Regions from separate parts of the Oryctolagus cuniculus genome. Here region 2 is linked to region 1. Evidence: chromatin contacts called from public Hi-C data. All regions are on one chromosome and are shown on one strand. Each heading gives the region's core, a stretch centred on a gene start, on an enhancer-like site or on the middle of the called end of the contact. The rest is flanking DNA. Distances are from core to core; before and after follow the strand shown.

The links. Hi-C and Micro-C count contacts between places; a contact is called where the count stands out from the background.
Region 2: a Hi-C map of embryonic fibroblasts shows a contact between it and region 1, with 3 times the contacts expected there. The contact joins two enhancer-like sites. A contact is called at or near these places in 2 of 6 Hi-C or Micro-C datasets (ear pinna and embryonic fibroblasts).

Annotation. Positions count from the first base shown.
Region 1 is chr9:126,540,299-126,545,835 of mOryCun1.1, reverse strand. It overlaps TMTC1 (transmembrane O-mannosyltransferase targeting cadherins 1), which reads left to right. Exons shown (of 18, transcript XM_070049600.1): 17 at 122-199; 18 at 4,118-5,537. The coding sequence ends at 4,258. Among named protein-coding and RNA genes, the nearest start is that of ERGIC2, 150 kb to the right of the region's middle. Within about 2 kb of position 3,630, at least 1 of the 8 cell types and tissues checked has an H3K27ac peak or open chromatin away from gene starts, as enhancers often do.
Region 2 is chr9:127,321,433-127,327,149 of mOryCun1.1, reverse strand. No RefSeq gene overlaps it. Among named protein-coding and RNA genes, the nearest start is that of IPO8, 150 kb to the left of the region's middle. Within about 2 kb of position 3,214, at least 1 of the 8 cell types and tissues checked has an H3K27ac peak or open chromatin away from gene starts, as enhancers often do.

The DNA of each region.
Region 1 (5,537 bases), core at 2,381-4,880:
GAAACTGGGAGCGGCTGGTTTCACTGTGATGAATATTTGCATCATCCCAGAGCAGAGAAGCAGCGTCTGCCATCCAGGGACCGCGCACTTCCTAACCTGGAGCTGTCTCTTCCTGATTTAGAGCTATAAGGCAGCCGTGGAGCTGAACCCGGATCAGGCGCAGGCGTGGATGAACATGGGGGGCATCCAGCACATCCAGGTAGGACACCTGTGCGCCCCCCGGGGAGGGGTTCTCCTGGGGGTTCCTCCTCCTCCTTTCTCCAAGGACTGGACGCCTGTGCTTCTCTTTGGAATCAGTTGAATGCCACAGAGATGTTTAAAGGTGCGGTTAGCACAGGTTCTGGTCACCTTATGTTCTCTCGTTATTGAATATCATGAAGCATTCACGAATACTTCAGGGGTGGGCAGTTAGCCTCCCGTGGAAGAAGCACACATCTCACATCGGATACCGGAGAGCTTCCTGGTTGCAGGTGCAGACCCGAGTTTCCTGCTAAGACAGACCCCAGGTTCTTGTCACCTGCCTGGGAGACCCAGGTCGAGTTCCAGATCCTGACTTCAGCCCTAGCTCAGCCCTGCCCCAGCCAGTGAGGGTGTTTTGGGAGTGAACCAGACAGTGAGTTTTCTCTGCCTTGAAGTCTCTTTCTCCCTCCCTCCCTCCCTCTCTCTCTCTTTCTTTCTGTCCCTCCTCATTGTGCATGTGCTTCCCAAATAAATTTTTAAAATAAATAAATGAATTCCATATAAATTAGAATCCATGATTTTATTAATCATAAACAAAATCACATGTAGTTAAGAGAATATCAGACAGAATATGTTCATGTGTACTAAATCCTTGTTGGAACTTGGAGTGACATTTTTCTTACAGTTCAACTAAACTGCAAATGTCACTAAACTAAAATGTCACTTCTATTACTTTAAAATGTTACTCTCCATTTAAAATTTCAGTGTGTTAGCATTTTCATTTACTTTAATTGTACCTCGGTATCCATACAAACTCTGTAGATGCCCAAGCCCGCTGTGTAAGCTGGCATAGTTATTTGCATATGACCAGTGGAATCCTCTCATAGACTTTAGATCATTTGTGGATTCCTCCTAACAGCTAATACAGTGTACATGCTATGGACGTAGTTATTACACTGTACTGTATAGACAGTATTTTGTAATGAATAATGAGAAGAAATCTCTGTCTTGCCCAGGCCAGGTTCAGTTTGGTTTTGGTCCGTGCTTGGGGGACTCCATGGGTGCGGAACCTGTGGATATGTTGGGAAGCCTGCATTACTTTCTTTATTCTTTGTTCCCTAACATTTTACTGAAAAGAAAAGCATGGTTGGACCTTTTTATCTAAAGAAAAAAGCTCCCTCTGGGTAAATCTGCCTGAGGATTTGTGATGGCCGTTGGTGGGACTAGCCTGTATAACCAGCGCACCCGAAGACTCGGCATCCATCCTTTAATTCATTTCTCAGTCACTGATGGGGAGCAGCCTGTGTGCCCGATACCCTCCGCGGCCCTGGGGCTGCAGCAGTGAGCAGACAAGACCAACATCCCTCTGCTCATTGAGCGAATGCTTGACTAGTGGGAGGCAGGTGCTAAATAAATGCACACAGCACACATCATACATACATGTGTGCATACATACATGGAACATGTCAGATGGTGGTAAGTACTTTAGAGGGAAAAAAAGAGTGGAAGGAAATTAGGATACCAAGGAGTAAGGGCTAAATTTTCAATTCAGGTGGCTCGCTCCTGGCTCCTGCCTCCATCCTGACTCGTCTGCAGCCATTTGGGTCATCTGGGGAGTGAACCAGCAGATGGAAGACCTCTCTCTTTGTGTCTCTCCCTCTTGTCTGTAACTCTGACTTTCAAATAAATAAATCTTTTAAAATTGATTGGCTTTTTTAGATTTTAGAGCATTTTGGATTTTGGATTAGGGTTGCTCAACTTCTAATACTCAAATTTTTTCATTTGTTCACTTGAGAGACAAAAATGTAGAGCTCTTGTCTGTTGGTTCACTCCCCAAATGCTGGGACGGGGTTAGACCAGACCCAGGGTGGAGAACCCAGTGCAGGTCTCCCATATGGGAGCCATCCCCACTGTCTCCCAGGGTGCATGTCAGCAAGGAGCAGGAGCAGAGCCAACACGCCCGCCTAGCTGCTCCAGAATGGCGCCCAGGCCAAAGGCCTGCCCGTGGAGTACGTCTGATGAAGCTTGAGATGAGATGAGATGGGATGGGTGGTCTAAAAAGCTGTAATGCATTCTTTGTCGTCAAAGAGGTCCAATAACCAGGTCATATCACAGGGTATCATCTGCAGTTTTATCCTCTGACAGTGATGGGCAGTTTCCACAGTCTCACTTTCTAGTAGAACTTTCTGAGATCATGGCATTTCTGTATCTGCATTAGACACTAGCTGCGTGTGAGCTCTTGAAATGTGGCTCCTGCACTGAGGAACTGAATTCTTAATGAACTCTAACAGATTTAGATTTAACTAACCATGCGTGGCTGGTGGCTCCCATTAGCACAGTGCTGGAAACTGGATAAATCAAATAGGCTACCTAGCATGTGGGGAATTCGCAACATTGCCCTAAAGGGATAGGAGCATAACTTTTTTTAGGAAACTAAAGTTTCTGGTTTAATCAGGCAAAGAATGAATGGAGAGTGAGAAAATGAACTGAATATTCTGGGAAAGGACAGAGAAATCGTGAGATCCGGGGAAAGACGGCAGGGCAGCAAGCTGAACCCTAAATTCAGAGTCGCCCCTGCAAGAACAAGTTCAGCATCAACTACAGCAGAGCGCCCAGCGAAAGCCCCAGGTGCACAGCTGTCGGCATGCATGTGCCAAGCTCAATCAAAGCAGGAGCCTTGGAAGATGAAGGCTTCAGTTGAAAACAAAAGAATTCAGAGTACCAAACCCAAGTTCCCCCTTGTTCAGAGAGCTGTGTAGACTGTTAGCAGAATCTGTGATAATAATAATCGGGAGGCCTTTCCTTCATTGGACATGTCAGCACCTGGGATCCGGTGTACAATTTCTTCTTCAATCATTTCCACTCCCCCTTTCACCAGTAATGTTTTGAATAGCCTGGGTGTGTCTTTGCTTTAATAGTCGGGTTAGTATTCTCTTGAGCCCTCCCTGTGTGCCAGGGAGTGTCAGAGCTGTTGACAAATGTTAACTCCTTTGGAAGAGAGTTATGCATTCAGTAAATATTAGTGACTAATTTCTGGTTGGTACTGGCACTCCAAGAAGTAGAGATTTAATTGCCCTGGATGGTGTAACTAAGATTCAGGCAGAACAAGTTCCTATTTTTGGAAAGGGGAAAACTCTAACAATCTCTATAGGACACAGAGCTGAAAGAGATAGGAACAAAGAAGGGAAGTGTAGTACTTAATGTAGCAGGAAAAGTACTGGAGGAAGCTGATAGTTGTCACTGATTTGCCTGGGACCAGGCACGCGTGGTTATTGTTAGGAGTCATTCATCAAAGTGGATGAGGATACAGAGGGTGGGGACAGGTGTGTGTGATGGGTTAGGGATCATGCACCTTCCCTCCTATGCAGAGAGTACCTGGCTAGTAGACATGGATGGCCACACACTTGGCAGAGTGGATACGTTTGACTTCGTATTCTTAGCAGTTGTCTTCACTGTGTAAATCTATTGTAGGCAAAAGCTGCTGTAATATTTTAAGTTTAGATTAACTCACAGCACTGGTGGACACATAAAAAGGATTACCTAAATTAATCAAACACTTCTCTCCTCCCTCCCCTCTCCCTCCTCTATGAGTGTCTGTCTATTGACTTCCTTTCCCTCCTGCAGTCTCTCTGTGCTAATGACGAGAGTGTCTGGCTGCAGTCACATGTGATGACAAAGGAACCATGCTAAGCCCTTGAGAACATGGCGTGATTAGCCTCATGCCCTGCATGGAATTCCTGCCATTTCCTTGTCCAGTGTCACGTGCTTTCTTCTGCAGCTGCTCAGTGTCTTTAACACAAATGCCAAGGAGCTAGGATGAGCTCACCCCTGGCGACATGGAGGCAGGGCTTCCTGCTAAGCGCAGGGGCAGAGAGTGGGTTTCTTCGGCTGCCCTTGCCCTGAGAGATCTAAGTGTTCTTTCTCCTTCTCCCCACAGGGAAGTTATGTGTCCGCACGAGCTTATTATGAGAGAGCCCTGCAGCTGGTTCCAGACAGCAAGCTGCTGAAAGAGAATCTGGCCAAGTTGGACCGTCTAGAAAAGCGATTGCAGGAGGTTCGAGAAAAGGAGCAAACGTAGCAGCCTTAGACCCGGCTCCCAGCTCCCGGGGTGGTACTGGTGCCTCTCCCGGAAAACCTGGCGAGACTTGGCTCACATAGCAGCAGGGCTCAGCTCCTCTGGGGACGCCTGCTGGGGGTCGTGTGCGGACAGAAGTACATTTCCAGGAGAGAAGAAGGAAGGAGCCAGCCAGAGCTAGAAGGCCCCCAGTGGAGGAAGCCACAGCGGGATTGATGACAGAGCTTTGCTTGCTTTCCCTCCAGATTTCCCTGATGGATTCTGTGTTTCTGCAACCTGGAAATCCAGTTCCGTTTCTTAGTGTAGACTCTCACGTCCCAGAAACCCAGAAGCCTGAAGGGCAGTGAAGGCAGAAGTCTGGTGTTTGTAGGATGAGGTATTTCAGAGAGGAAACATCTCCCGGGTAAGCTGTCTGGGAAGTGCCCCCAGAGGCGGCTCATGTGAGTCTCTGCAACCAGGAATGAGAATCTAATAGCTTTGGCAGAACCTTCCAGAATATGTAGGCAAGGAAGCTACTGGTAATTGAGCTTTATCTAATATCCTACTAAGGATATTGCTGGAATCCTTCGGAGGAGGAAATTAAATTCTATTTTAAATGTTTTCCGTAGCTTAATACAGCAGATGGGAGCTTTGCCAGTCCTATGTGAATATCTTTATCCCTAGTGGAAAAATCAAGGAGCTGGCACCCTAACTGTTGGTGGAAATGTTTTAAAATTATCCTAATTTTATTACAAGTATTACCAGAGTAGTGATCCTACTCTCAGATCTCAAAAGTGCATTTAAAGTCTTCTATGTTCCTGTCTTCAAATATATTGTTATTTTGGTGAAGAAAAAGAAATAGTATATTCTATATTTAAAGAAATTAAAGGTATTAACTGAAAAAATGTCAGAATTTATTATCTAAATGTTCAGACATCATGAGATGTATTTTTTTTTTTGAAAAGTGTATGTAACCGTTGGGGAATCTTTACCGTGGATAACGGAAGTCTTCATGGATGGGGGCTGAGCTGTTTGTCTTCCTGGGCTTAATGAGAATTCCGTGCTTAAAACGTGAATGACTGCCTCCAGGAGTTTTTTGCTGTGTATTTGTATTTTTGGGAATTTCATGAAGAAGTCTCCAAAAAAATCTAGGGAAAAAAGGTCAAAATCCGATGACATAAATACTATATATGCTTATTTTTAAAGCTAGGGATGGCAAAATTGAACTCACATTTATTTTTAGTGTTATTTATTTCATAACTTATGACATTTAATATATGCACATGCTTCTTGTTGCTCTGTA
Region 2 (5,717 bases), core at 1,965-4,464, 780 kb before region 1:
ACTTGAGAGAAAAATGAAGCTGGACATTGCTCAGGAGTGGTTGAGCATCTCCAAGATTCGGGGCGGTCGGTCCTCATCCAGCCCAGGTTGTCTGCACCTTTTGCCCAGGAAACAGTGACTCTGTGGAGCCTGAACATGCAGTTGTTTCTCAATGTCTTAAAATTCAGTGTGGTGGAATTACATCTCCCCTTCAAGGACAGGTGACCACTTTCTCTGGAGGTTGCTTAGCATATGCAAGAAGTAGGTGATGGTGGTAAAAAATATAGCTGTGTTATGGAAAGTCCTGGATGCTAAAATGTTTGGATGGACAGTTTATATTTAGGAATTACGTAAGCAGTGACTATTTCTGACCTCCTAAATTAAGAGGAAGAACGGAACAAGAGTGGCATTGGACGCAGAAGAAACAAAATAAATGACCATATAAACAAAGAATGTGAGACTTCCATAAAAGTAGGGGTCAAGGTCAGTGGCAGCAACTTAGGGGCGGGGCCTGGACAGGCAGGCAGAAGAACAATAGGATGTGAGGAAGTCTAGCGCAACACAGCACACATCAGTGAGATGGCCGAGTGAGGTTAGAGATGGACGGACGTGCACACTGTGGAGACAGCGAGAAGTAGAGAGGCCAGGAGCACACAGAGCGCAGGCCCTGCACGAAAGGGGCAGGGTGTGAGGGGAGAAATGCTCTCACCTGACATCAAGGAGGGGAAGGTTCTGAGAAGGCGCGCGCCGTCTCACCTGTCAGTCATCCATCCAGAAGCGAGCATCAGCAAGAATGGGGGGATAGACGTAGGAGGGTGGCAGAGGGAGAGGGGGACGTGCCAAGTGCAGGTCCTGGAAGAAGAAAAGGTTTCAGTGTTGAAGACATCAGTGGTGGGAGATGCCTGGGGGGGAGAGTAAGGGTGTTGGAAGGAAGGAGACGGAGGAAGCGCGATATAGGAAGATAGTAATGGATGGGAGGGAGAGGAGAGGAGAGGAGAGGAAGTTTGCAAATGTACTGGCTGGCTGTGGACCTCCGTGGGAGACAAGGGTGCAGGCAGAATTCTCACTGGGGTGTGACATGACAACACCTTGTGACTGTTCTTTCAAAAGTGTTACATTTACTGGTCAGGCTAGGCATTAATGGGTTCTATGAAGCTTCAGTCTGGAATTGGGAAAGGTTTGAGTTGTAGTCCTGACACTAAAAATGAAAGACAGGATGACTGTTTAAAAATCTAAGAAAAAAATTTATCCCCAGTATTTGAATGCATTTTATGAGTAATTGCTGCTAAAAAGGTTGCCTTTTTTTGGAATGGAAATTTGTTTTTGGAACAAATTTTTTTCTTTAAAAATTTTGTCAAAACCATTTTGAGATCATGTATTTTCAGTTTACATAGCACTCATAGGCTTAATACTCTGCTAATAGTTCAAGAAGGAAAAAGCGAAAGGACCATGGTTCAGCAGAAACACAGGCAGGGCCATAAACAACAGTGATCTGGAAAGATGCCAACCTCACTAATATACAGTGACTTCAAAATAGTCGCAAATCATCCAAACTACAGCAGTACACAAATCCTGGCAATTTGTTCAACAAAGAGTCAAAACAGAGTTTCACCAAAAACCATATTTGCAGCAAAACTGATACAGACATTTCTTTCTTTGTTTATAATTTTTTTTGAAAACTTTAACTCCCACATATAAGGAAGAATATGTAGAATTTGTCTTTCTGTATACAGCTTATTTCACTCAACATGATATCCTTCAGTTGCATCTGTTTGGATGCAAATGGTAGAATTTCATTTTTATAGCTGAATAATAGAACATTGTGTGTGTGTGTGTGTATTTTGTGCCTTTTCTTTATCCATTCATCTGATGGACATCTTGGTTGATCCATATTGTAGGTATTGTGAACAGTGTTACTATAAACTTGGTGGTGCAGGTATCTCTGAGGCGAGTCACTCTGAGCCCCACAAAACTCCCCCACCTACTGAAAGCCATGGCATTCCCAGAGCCAGCTGCTCTGCCTTGGGCACTGTGATAGAGTGAGGGGTGACAGAGCACTTCACGGGCCTCCGTGGGCACCCTGTCCCCTCCAACCTGCTAGGCCAGACTCAGAGTCAGTGGGACTGCGGATTTATCATTTGATAAAATCCCCTGGTCTTGCGCAGGCCACAGCAGCCTGTACTTGTCTTACTAAGATGACATTTCCTCCCTGCTGGTTACTCCAAGAGCCTGCTTCAAGTAGATGGCGCCCCCTCCAGCCACTGGCCGCAGGAGTCGCGGGCAGTTTTCTGCCCACTGCTGTGTGAATGCAGGGTCCCCTCTGCTCCACGGGGTCTCTCTTCTCTTTGTAGAATTTCTACTGCAAGCTTCTTTCCAACTGTCCTCTGGATATGCAGCTCCTGTCCTTTCTTCTGTTATCTTCCTGTGGTCAGAATCAGCACCTGTTTTCCCTACGTGGCCCTCTCGCGATAACCTCTGTGATGATCTCTTTGAGTATGATTTCGATGCCTGGGTATTTGCTCTTTCCACGTCATCCCAAAGTTCCTGGAAGCTTTCTTCATTCCTGCTGATTTGCTTTTTTCTCCTCTGTATATTTCCAAGTAACTTAGCTTCAAGGTCAACTGATTCTTCCTTTCTGATCCATTCTGTTATTGATAGCTTACACACGTTTCTAATTTTGCCCCATGTAGTTTTTAGTAGAAGGACTTGTCTTTGATTTTCTCGTGTGTGTTATCTTTCTGTCAAGCCTCTCTGTTGGAGTGCTGAATTATTTCTGTGTGTGCTGTAAAGGACGCTGAGTTTCCTTAAAAGAACTGCTTCAAAATCCATGTCTGGTCTGAGCTGGCTGGTGCGTGGCGTCTAACTTTCTTAGCTGAGGTCATGTCTCCCTCGAAGTTCTTGGTGTTTGTTGGTAAATAAACAACCTGCACTCGGGAGGACCAGGTATTGGTTCCTTTCATTGTCAGTTTTCCTGTGTGGCTGTCCTCTCACAGTCTCACCCATCCGTTTATTTCCTCTGGGCCTGTGGACACTTCTGCCATGTCAGCACTAGGTGGCACCATAAGCTGGTGTTCACTGCAGGCCTGCTGCCAGGCCACGTCCCTGCCCCAGGGACTCCCTGGGCTCACGGCTGTCTCCAGTCTGCAGCTGGCAACTGCTCAGGACGAGCTAGGGAGGAGTTCCATTCTTCTCCCTAGGCTGGCACAGCGGCCACCAGTGCCACAGTGCTTTAGCACACGCAGCCCGGCACAGAGGCGGGACGAATGCTGTCTGCTGTTGAGGTGGTCTCACAGCCTGTTGCCCATGGAACTAGTCACTGGTGAAGCTGGCTGGAACGTTAGTCCAGTGGTCAGCTGAGGCCCTGGGACTCCTCTTGGTGCAGGTCCAGAGATGCTGTCCATCAGCACTGGCTTGAGAAGGGAACTATTAGGATCTGCCCAGTGGTTTTTTTTTTTTTTTTTTTTTTTTTTTTTTTTTTTTTTTTTGAAAGACAGAGTTACAGAGAGAGGCATAGAGAGAGGTCTCCCATCTGCTGGTTCACTCTCCAGATAGACCCAACGGCAGGAGCTGTGCTGATCCGAAGCCAGGAGCTGCTTCTGGGTCTTCCATGTGGCTGCAGGGACCCAAGGACTTGGGCCGTCTTCTACTGCTTTCCCAGGCCATAGCAGAGAGCTGGATCAGTAGTGGAGCAGCCGGGACTAGAACCAGCACCCATAGGGGTTGCTAGCACTTCTGGCCAGGGCTTTAACCCACTGTACCACAGCACCGGCCCCCTAATGTTGGGTTTTACCAGCACTCCTAATAGGGGGTCCCAAGATAAAGACAGTTCCTTTTGCCACACATGGTCTTACAATTCACCAGGCCGTGCGAGGAGTTCACACCAGGCCCTTGTGAGGCTGGCAGTGATGCACAATGAAATAGTCAGTCTCACTGGGACACACATCTTTGCTTCTTGCTGGAGGAACTGAAGAGGTTTTGTCTGCAGGCGCAGGCTTAGCTGTCAGGACGCTTAGCATCGGTGTGTATGTGAACAGCCCACCACTGAGTCCCAAAAGAGAGTTCCCGGATTCCTTGCTGTCTGCTTGAGGTTGAGGGAGGGGTGATAAAGGCAGAACATGGGCTGGCTGAGCATGCAGCAGGCTGGGTCTTAGAGTATGCTCTGTGCAATCGTGGGGATTCACATAAGGCCATGTGTGTGGCCTGCAGCGATACAGGCTGCAAGGAGTCTGTCCCGCTGGAGTGCTGACCTCTGCCTGATGCCAGGGCCATTTTAGAGGCTCTGTCTGGGACTCCTGGCCTGGGGGCCCAGGCCTTTGGGATTGATCAGGTGCTGAATCTCATAGCTGTGGCCCCATTCTGAGCAGTAAGTCAAGGTTCTAAGCTCACTTTCCTATCTGGCTCTGCAGTGGCTGCAGTCTGGCTCATTTTTCTTTTCTTTCAAGATTTGTGTATTTATTTGAAAGGCAGAGTTACAGAGAGGCAGAGAGAGAGAGAGAGAAAGAGAGAGAGAGAGGTCTTCCATCTGCTGGTTTACTATCCAAATTGCTGCAATAGCTGGAGTTGGGCCAATATGAAGCCAGGAGCTTCCTCCAGGTCTCTCACATGTGTTCAGGGGCCCAAGGACTTGGGCCATCTTCCACTGCTTTCCCAGGCCATAGTACAGAGCTGGATTGGAACTGGTGCAGCCAGGACTCAAATTGGTGCCCATATGGGATGCTGGCGCTATAGGCAGAGGCTTTACCCATTATGCCACAGAGCTGGCCTCTGGCTCTTCTTTCTGATGGAGATTATGGGAAAGGTAGACGAGGTATCTTTGCCACTTGGCTGGGAGGGGTCCCAATACTCGGTCTGCAGCTATAGGCTTTGAGGCAGGGGCTGTAGGATCCTGTCTGGCACTGGTTTTTGATTGTGGTGGGTCTGTTACTGGAGTTCAAGTCTGAGAGCTGAACTTAATCCACACTCGCTCTCCCAAGGAGAGATGGGGCGCCTCTCCCGACACTGTGCCACTTGGAGCAGAGAATGGGTGGCTTAGGCCGCACTTTCTGCTTGTTTCAGTGCCATTTTTCTTATTGCTAGACTAAAACCAGGCACTGGAGTCTTCTATCCCCTGACTTCTGCAGCTCCTGTGAAGGCGAATTGGTGGGTGAGTAGATTCAAAGTGGTGTCTCCGTGGGGAGATGATCGTCCAGGCTGTTAGCTGCCGTCCTGGCAGAAGCTTCTCAGGCAATGCCATTTTCAGTTTGTATGGTACACATCAGTAGGTGTTACAGTGCTCCATGTCTAAATGTCCTGTTATCATACTCAGACCCTTTAGGCACGTGCACTTTTCCATAAAAATTTATGCTACTCTTGGCTACTTCCTGGAAACAGGACGTTTTCACATTTATTTTCTAAACAAATTCAGTAGTAATTAGTGTAAGTTAAGGACGTCTCCCTGGAAAGCGCTTTATTATCAGTCTTGTACATGGGGACTGTTGCTGTGGATTCGTTCTGAGAGGAGGAGCATGGTGGGGGCAAGAGGCATGGAGTCACCACACAGACCCCTGGGAGTTGGGTGAAAGCGGGCTTGAAGCAAGCAGCCTGCAGACTCATTTATTTCAGTTGGTACAGCAGCTCGTATAGCCAAGGCAGCCAATCTGGTCAAGGTGCGGTTTATGCCCTAACCAATCACAGCCTGTTGCCAGGCAGGCTCTGTTGCCAGGTAGGTTTTGAAGCCATTCCTGAGTAACTGACATTCA